Regions from separate parts of the Capsicum annuum genome. Here region 1 is linked to region 2. A link is a contact called in public Hi-C data. All regions are on one chromosome and are shown on one strand. The core of a region is the stretch at or near the end of the contact, and the rest is flanking DNA. Distances in the headings are between cores, read along the strand shown.

What was found. A called contact is a pair of places that touch in the nucleus more often than the background predicts.
Region 1: a Hi-C map of placenta shows a contact between it and region 2, with 2.2 times the contacts expected there. The contact joins the promoter of LOC107843008 here to the promoter of LOC107842952 in region 2. A contact is called at or near these places in 2 of 5 Hi-C or Micro-C datasets (leaf and placenta).

The regions. Positions count from the first base shown.
Region 1 is chr9:25,707,473-25,712,219 of UCD10Xv1.1, forward strand. LOC107843008 (transcription factor-like protein DPA) reads left to right here and starts at 3,061. Exons shown (of 9, transcript XM_047396174.1): 1 at 3,061-3,200; 2 at 4,470-4,618; 3 at 4,726-4,747. The coding sequence starts at 4,485.
Region 2 is chr9:25,443,089-25,448,200 of UCD10Xv1.1, forward strand. LOC107842952 reads right to left here and starts at 1,907. Exons shown (of 1, transcript XM_016687032.2): 1 at 1-1,907. The coding sequence starts at 763.

The DNA of each region.
Region 1 (4,747 bases), core at 1,811-4,310, 270 kb after region 2:
AGATGGATGATGTATGTTAGTTTTCCAAACATAAGGAGGAGATTATAAGCAGCTAAAAAATATGTGAGGAATTATTATCAGATCCTCATTCAAAAGACAATTCAAGTCAAATGCTGAAAGTAACTTATATTAAGCGTAAGTGCTCCTATTTTGTGTCCCTAAAGGACAAAGTCTACACATGTGTAAAGAATGGTAGACCAATCGATTCCAAATGAAATAATCCTTGGAAAGGCTAAGAAACAAATATTCATAATAAGAAGGCAATGTACTCTTGAAGAGCCCATGACATAACACTTCATGAAACCTTATGAAAGGTTCAGGTCCCTGAAAATAATAAAGTGATGAAATCTTAAAAAGGTTATGTCACATTGTGAACCGATGTAAAATGATATATTATCGATAATATCTTTGATACAATATTGTAAAAGACTACGAGGATCTGAATTCTACGTTTATTTAAGCATGCTGACGTAGAAACATTTATCAAGTGACATGAAATGATGCATTGGTAAGCATAAAACTTATTTGATTTGCAATCTAAACACGAGACGATGTCACACGTGAAATGCTGAATATTGTCACTTGACAAAATTTATATGAAACTTTGTAAGTATTCAAAATGTTTGAAGCATATAAAAGTTTCTGGAAAACTTATTTATAATCCTTATATTGCATTAGTTTATAACTTGAAAATCATTGGAACTCTTGGAGAGTTTTAAAAACAATAGATTACTTGCTGATAAGAGAAATATACCGAATTGAATTGGTTATGAAGTACCATATCTTAGTATAACTGCCGTACTAGTGTATCTTGCAAATACTACAAGATCTGATATAGCCTTTTCATTCAATTCGTTAGTAAGGTATAGTTCTGCTCCTACTGGGAGACATCAAAATGGGATAAAATACATAGGTTTATTTTATTCTAAAGCTTGTAGTTTCGATCTTGTTAGTTATGCTGATGCTGAGTATTTATCTGACTCGCATAATACTTGGTCTCAAACAGGTTATGTGTTTACATGTGTGGATACTGCCATATCTTGGAGATATATAAAGCAGTTTATCGAAACCACCTCATCGAACCATGCTGAGATAATATCTATTCATGAAGCAAGTCGAGAATGTGTATGGTTGAGGTCCATGATACATCTCATTCGAGAAAAATATGATTTGAAGTGTGACAACATAACCATAATTTTATACAGAGATAATGCAGCTTGCAAAACACATCTTAATGGAGGATTCATAAAAGAAAATAGAATGAAACACACTTTATTAAAGTTTTTCTACATACATGAGCTACAAAAGAATGATGATATTAACGTGCAACAGATTCGTTCAAGTGATAATGAGGCTGATTTATTCACCAAGTCTCTTTCAATTGCAACTTTCAAGAAGACGGTGCACAAGATCGGGATGCAAAATTTCAAGGATATTTTTGTTAGGGGGAGTTAATACGCATTGTACTCTTTTTTCCTTACAAAATTTTGTCCCACTGAGTTTTCCTTGTAAGGTTTTTAATGAAGCAGCCAAAATACATATTATTTGAGATGTGTACTCTTTTTTCTTTAGTAGATATTTTTTCCTTGGTTTTTTTTCTAGTAAGGTTTTAACGAGGCACATTATCTATCAAGTAGACATTCAAGGGGAAGTGTTATAAATGTATTTACATTATAGTGAATGTTTATCAAGATCTAGTTGATATCTATCGGGATTTGAAGATCTATAAAGATCTAGTTGATATTTCTCAGGATTTGAAGTATCTGTCTTTTAATGAGAAACTAGGAGTAAATTTTTCCTATAAATAGAAAGATTTTATTCATTGTAAATCAACCCTCAAGAATCCCTCAAGATAAATAAGAATTACTCTCTATTTTCTCTCTATTATTCTTCTTCTTTGCTTTATATTTCATAACAATTATCACATTGATATTTTACTCTTATTTTTTAATTAGTAACTTAATTTTATTAGTTTTCTTATTTTTTCATACACATATTTTTAGATAAAATATTGTGAGAAGTGATATGAAAAAAATATTAAACTAAATTATTGTCTAAGAGATAGAGGGGCGTTTGAAAGTACCACTAAAAGTGTTTGAGCTTGAAAAAATAGTGAAAAAAAATGAGATGAAAATGGGTAGGAAGATGATAAAATTAATTAAAAAAGGGATTAAAATAAGGCTGTCATGCGTCAAAACGCGAGTGTAGAATACTCACTTTGCTATGTCAGCGAAAGGTATCAAATGACACAGTTTGTAGTTGGTTTAGGTGCTTAAAATGAACAATGTCTACTTTAAGTGTCAAAGTAAAAGATGATGTCAAATTAAGAGTCTGTGTATATTTGGTGATAAATTATCTATTGATTTTATATATTGAACATCTCAAAATAGAAAAATAAACAAATAAAAATGAACGAAAGAAGTAGTAACAACTTAAATTTAAAATTCTTATTGAAATGATTTAATCACACAAATATTTATAAATTATTTTAGGAGGAAAGGATAGAAACGGCACTTCAAATTAAACTATTTCCATGAAAATGTCCATGAAATTTAAATTCCACTTTCTAGCCATTTCAATTTACTAGCTTGTTCTATACCGTTTCTACACACCTTATATACAGTTTCCATATATATCTTATACATATAAATATTTTATACGAAAATTATACAGTTTTGATACACAACTTATACAATAAATGTACATTTTTTTTACACGTTTTATACAACAATTATAGAATTTTCATACACTTTCTATATATTTTTCATATATACTCTATACATATACATATTTGATAGAACTATACAATTTCTATACATATATCTTATATACATACATATTCTATTTAACAATTATATTGTTTTATACAATTTAATTATTATTTCTAAAAAATTTATATAAAAAAAAATTAAAACATTTTTAAAAGGACTAATTACCCAAGTTAAATACTGTATCAGTATCGTATATAAACCGTATCAATACTATACATAAACTGTATATGAATTACATAAATTAAAATAACTCAAATAAAAAAATATTATAAAACGGAAATAGTATATTCACTTCCATCTAATGGGACGGAGGGAGTAGTATATATAGCATACAGAATAGCGGGAACACACGCCTTTGACTTTAAGGTTCGTCATAGTCAAAGATCTCTTCTTGTTGATCCTTGTCTTCGTGGACACTCAAACTTTCAGGTTCGTCAACCCCCCCCCCCCCCCCCCCCCCCCCCCTTTTTTTTTTTTTTTTCTGAACAACGTTTTGTGCCAAAATTAAAATTTGGGTAGTGTAATTAATTTGAAGATTGGATAAATTATTCTAGTTTTTTTTCTTGAGATTGAGATTCAGTTGTGAAAATTGTTACTACTATTATTTTAATTGCTTTATAATGCATATAGGGTTAACAAAAGAGAACCTTATTAAATTCAATTGTTGATTTATTCCCATTTATCCTAGCCTTGTTGGACAGAGTCGAGGTGCATGCAAACTGGTCTAGACACCACAATTATTAAAAAAAAAAAAAGAATTCAATTATTTGTTGTTAGTAATTTCTGTAGTTGTTGATTACTGTAGAATTTTATGATGCAGTAACTGTTTCATAAGTTTGTTAATCTTACTGTTTGATTGAAATGATGACATTGAACTTGTCATTTTCTTAATAAAACTTAAGGGGTTGTTTGGTTCATGGGGTAAGGTGGGATATTTCAAGATTAAGTTTGAGATTAAATTTATATCAAACAAAGGTATAACTAATCCCAGGATAAATTTATACCTCAAATTTGGTGTTATTTTGTCCCATATAAGAGGTGGGATAAATTAGTTCCAGGATTATAATCCAGGATAATGCTGTCCGTGAATCAAACGATCCCTAAAAGTTTACGAGATCATGGTCTCATATACGGTTCTCAGCGTATCTCAATAAAGTATATGGTTGGTTCGAAGAATGTATCAAGATTCAAGCAATAACGGATGATATAAGTAGTATATACGTTCCTCCTCATGTCAATATATTTTATTGGTCAGGCCTTAGGGGGGGAGTTACATGCTTACTTGCTCTTTTAGTACAAGTTGCTACTGGGTTTGCTATGACTTTTAACTATCATATGATCATTACTGAGGCTCTTGCTTCGTATTTTCTTGTTTACAATTGCATTGAATTGTACTAAGGAGTTATTCTGGTTGACCGATGAAAGCATCAGTCAATCAACCGTGCATCAAACCCAAAAGAGTTGGGGTCAATTATGTTTATCTTTTGTATTCTCATGACCGAGTATGTGGATTAAATTGGTGTACTTTCTTTTTAACCCCTCCTGGGAACCCCCATTTTTTTTGCTCCATTGGTGACTCGAACCCACAAGCTTAGAGTTAGAGGTGGAGAGTGCTTACCATCTGTGCAACCCTCTCTTGTCTAAATTGTTGTACTAACTCGGGGGCGCCACATTTTATTCCTTTTTTTTGGTCTCAAGGTAATTTGCTTGTAAATGATGGATGTCAAAACCTCTGCAAGCACTTTTGAAGGATTCAATCAGAGATGTTCCAAGGGCAAGAGTTCATTCCGAGCTACAACGGGTTGTGATGACAAATTTTTGCATGTTAAGCAGCATGCTCAAACTAGGTGATTTAATTAACTGATGCTTTTTTACTCTCTTTTATATCTCTGTATGGTTATGAAGTCCTATAAAAGGTTCTAACTCCTATATATCTTCTGAAATTGAAAAAAAGTGACACGGCAAAGCTGAAGAAA
Region 2 (5,112 bases), core at 657-3,156:
TGGGGAGATTCCTCCATGAACTGAAATCGCTTGCTTCGTGTGGGATACTGAAGTTGAGTTCCCTACCTGTTAGTTCCATCCATCTTTTGCGCTCCTCTTCATCAAGAACCATGAGACTGGGAGATGGAACGACTTCAATCCCATGAATACACTGAGGATTTGATAGACCCCTGTAGTGCTTCCTCTGCATTCTATGAGATCGAACAAAACCCTTTTCAACACTAAAGGGAAACGGACGCTCCCCTTGACGAGAATGCCCGTTCATGTAACTCCGGAGCTGCATCTTACCCAATGCATTCTCAGGCCTTTCCTTGAAAACCCACATATATAGATTCTCCATGTCATGCTGAACCATAAATACATCAAGCTGGAGATCAGACTTATCAAACCCGGAATATCCATTACTATCCCGTACCATCTTTGCCTTGGATTTCTCATTCAGAACAGGCTTAAAATAAAAGCTAAAGAAAACCCAAGCACCCCAAATACTATCCAACCGTTTCGCACATTTCCTTCCAACCTTAGGTGCACTAAGTGAACTTTCAGTCTCATAAACCTGAGTCCCAAGCCCAACATCAAGAATATCACAATGTTCTGAGTTCCATGGCTGCAGAGGAGGGCTCCGCTCAGCTGATAAAGGCAAATTAATGTCAGGTGGACAAGTTATGACTACTTGTCGATTCATCTCGAGGTCTAATTCATCATGTGAAGAAGATGCACTCGAATCCATGGACAAACGGGTTGAAGGGTGATGATTCTCCATCAACAATACAGTACAGTACCAAATAGTATCTTCTATCTCACAATTCCTTTTCTTGGGGAGACAACAAGGTTTACTAACTCACAAATTCTACCTAGGAATTGAGACAATTGCTAATGACAACTTCAAAACTAACAAACCAAACAACAACTTGACACAAGACTAAATCTTTACAAACACATCAACCATGCTAGTCCTATAACACCAAAACCTATATCTAAACTCAAGATTGGAAAATCAAAAATAAAATTAGAATTTTTTTTGGAGCAAAAGGGAAACCAACAAGATCCACTAGGCCCTAAATTATAATGCAACAAAAGAATGAGATGCTAGGAACAAACTACCAAACTACAATAGAAAAAAAAAAAAGGAAGCAGAAATGTATAAATCCCTATTAATACAGTGATGACAAATTCAACCCAAATCCAAGAACATCAACCCTATAAAGTGCAGAGACTTTTCCAACACAAAGACAACAATATAAAAATTGAATCTTTACCACTAGCTAAGAAAACTATATAGTATAAAAAAAAATCTTTTTATCTTCTTCTTTATTTTTTTTAAATAATAAAAGTGTAAATATAGTGGATTTATAGGAGAAATAGTGACATATTACCAATCAATGAAGCCAAAGCCCAAGAAAAGGACCAAATCTGAAGTGATTTTAGAAGAATACCTTAAAGAAGCAGCAGCAGCAACAAGAAAGAAAGAAGAAGCAAAATTAATTAGCAACCCCATATTTCTCTTACCTTATCTAAGTGAGTCTTTGTTAAGAATTCGTCATACATACGCATATACACACAAAGGGGTAGAGAGAGATAGAGATAGAAAAAGAGAGATGGGGTTTTAGAGAGAGAGAAGGAAAAAAATGGAGGAGGAGGTAGGAAGATGGGGTTGCTATGGTGGGGGGTAGATTTGTTGGTTTCTGGTGAGATAGACACAGAAAAATCAAGAATCATCACCGTTTTCCAAAATCTGTTTTCCTTTTACACCAAACTACTAATTCCTTATTTCGAATTTACTTACCATGTTGGGATCATTCCATACGAAGACAAGTAAATATAGGAATTTTTTTGTTTTGGTTTTCATTCAGTGTCTTGTATTGGAGCTTCGGTTAATTCAGATCACGCTTTGCAGGATCCACTAAAATGACAGTACTCCCAATAGAGTTTTTTGGTGCCCACATTAAAACCCCGACTAATTCGCAGTGCTCCCAACAGAGTTTTCTTCATATTCAAGGTTGAACTTTTGACCTTTGGTTAAGGGTGGAACATCCATTGCACCACAAACCATGTTGGTGATGATATAGGAATTAGTAATGAAGAAATTATAGTGTTTAAATTATTTTTATAAATATTTAATTTATTATATTAAAAATTAAATATATTATATATTATGTTCGATTTAAAACACTATTAAAATCTCCTTTATAATTAATACTCTTAAATTTTTATGGAGTTTTCTATTTCATTAAATCAATCAAGTTAAAAATTAAAATATGAATAAAAATTTATTATTAATTTTCAAGTATGATGTGTCACGATAAAATTTTTTGATAATACGATATAAATAATTGTGTATTTTATATCTTCGTATATTTTCTTTTCGAAGCTCTATTATTTATTCTCAAAAATGATTCTTTCATACCTCACTTAAATTATTTGAGGGTTATCATCGTAATGAATTAATTTAATCACAAAAAGTGAAATTTTAATTAAAAACAAAAGTCGATAGAGTTATTAGATAGTGTTTTATGGGGTGATCCGTTCTAGTTTAAGCAAGTTATGTTAAACTTACTGCTTTGTAACTTTTACTCTTGATAATGAAATAAAAGTCGATAATAACTCCGCCCCTCCTCCCCCTTCCCTCCACCTCTCTTTAAAAAAAAAAGGATAATATCCACGAAAATATCTGAACTTTGACCAAATTTTTAGTTGAGTATACTGAATTTTGCGGGGGTCCTATTACCCCCCTAGACTTTTATTTTTTTGTATTTTAGTGGCATATATCTGCCCACTTGAACCATTGCGTGTAAGTCACGCTCATTTGGCGCGTGAAAGTGTTAAAAAAATGTTATAAACCTTTTTTTTTTGTCAAATAGCCCCTCAATTTTCATTATAAACCTTTATTTTATTTTATTTTCATTAAAATACTCACATAATCATATATATACACACTCTTCCATACACACACTGCCATCGGAAAACACTGATCATACATACACACTGCCATCGAGAAACGAACGCACACACTCACATACCGGAGAACACTACACACACAGTGATACACACTATCAGAGAGAATCAAAAGTGAGGAGAATCGAGAGAGGGAGAGAGAATCAAGAGAGACAGTGAGAAATTGAGAGAAAACAAGAGAGGAAAACAGGTTGGTCCTCAATTTCCCCATCTCATTTCCAATTGAATTTCTTTGACCAATTTGATTTACGATCACCTGAGCACCATCTCCGACCAAATTAACTGAAGTAGTAATCAAAAAATAGCAATTGGATGAATTATGATCATTTTCTGAAGGGGCTTTTGACTTACTAACATTTCCAACATCATTTTCGATTAAAACTTGTTGGAAATTTTGAATCAAAGCCGGCAAATTATCAATTTCCTTTGAATTCGCCAAATTAGAATTTTGAAATTGAAATCAGTAGGAGTTGTAATGATTGGGGATTTTGCCATAGAATTATTCCCTGCATCCCCAGCTATTAATTTGCGTTGAGAATTTGCGATTTCATCGGAACCTTGCAAGTCGCCTGAATTTTGAGCTTTTCCGGCAATAAATTCTAAACTTTGCTTTCTGTAAAAAATGCAAGGACAAAATGTATTAAAAACATGGGTTACAAACCATGTTTACAAACCCAAATATGAATTTATTAAAAATATGAGTTTACAAACAATCGTGAGTGGAGAAGAATGGAGAATTTTAAAATTCTTAATGGAGATACTACTGTTGTGGACCAAAATGGAGAAGAATTAATTTTAAATGGAGAAGAAAATAAATAAAAATTAATTTTAAATAAAAAATACACGTGTCAATGCGAGATTGGCGTGTGTATTGAATTTTCTACTCCAAAACTGAAAATAGCGTTTTGGGGGGGAATTAATTCTACTTTTAAAAAGTCTAGGGGGGTAATAGGACCCCTACAAAGTTCAGTATGCTCAACTGAAAATTCGGTTAAAGTTCAGGTATTTTCGTGAGTATTATCCCCTCCAAAAAAGTTAAACAACTCATATTTTAATTATTGTATCGATTGATATTGAATTTTATTTAGCAACAAACAACTTTTTCTAAATAATAAATTTTTTAAGCTAATTTATTTAAATAAATTTATTAGTATAAATATAAAAAAAAATTCAGAAAAAAAAATGCTTAAAAGAATTTGAGGGATATTTTTGTCATTACATATATTAGTCCCATGATATTAAATCCTATGTATTAAGAATACCACCAAATGAGAGGTATTAGTTATACATCTTATAATGACAATTAGGGTGTATAACTAATATGTATTAATTATACATAGGTCCAAAATCTTACCAAAGATAGTACTAAATAATACCATATGTAATGCATGAACTATTTCTCATAATACACCCTACCAAACGACCCCTTAAATTTGAACTATCCATTTTAAAAAATAATTAATATAGTAACTTTATCATATTATTTATCACATTTTGATTTAGCACACTCATTAAAAAAAATTAATTAATATAATAATTTTATCATGATCTGAAGAATAGGTAATTAATGCTAAGGATAAAACATGAAAAAGATTTATTTTTTCTTGATATATAAAAAATAACAAGTAAAAATAAAAATTAAATTAGAAAAATAGTGACAAGTAAATCCAAACGGAGGGACATATATGTTTCTTCTTCTTCTTCTTCTTCTTATTATAATTTGAGAAAATGGTCAAATGCCTCCCAACCTTTACCTCAAATCCAACCTACACACTTATACTTTGGGGGGAGGGTCCTATGACCCCTAAACTATTTTAAAGTGGAATTATTACCCCCTGAACGCTGACATGGCAAGAGAGTGTGTTTCACTCTATTTAAAGACAGTGAGAACGATTTTTTTTATTAAAAATTTATTTTTAATATTTCTTTACTCTTTTCTTTATTTATTTTTAATTATTATTCTTGTTTATTCATTTTCTCTCTTCTTCTTCTTGAACTCAACAATGACATCTTCAAGAACTCAATAATGACATCCAATCCAAAACTAATTTATCATCTCCTCCGATATAAATCACAGTGAACGACCAAACTACACCAACTACCATTTCATCCAAACTAACAATCACCTCCCTAAAAGCTCCATTCCTCGGAACACTA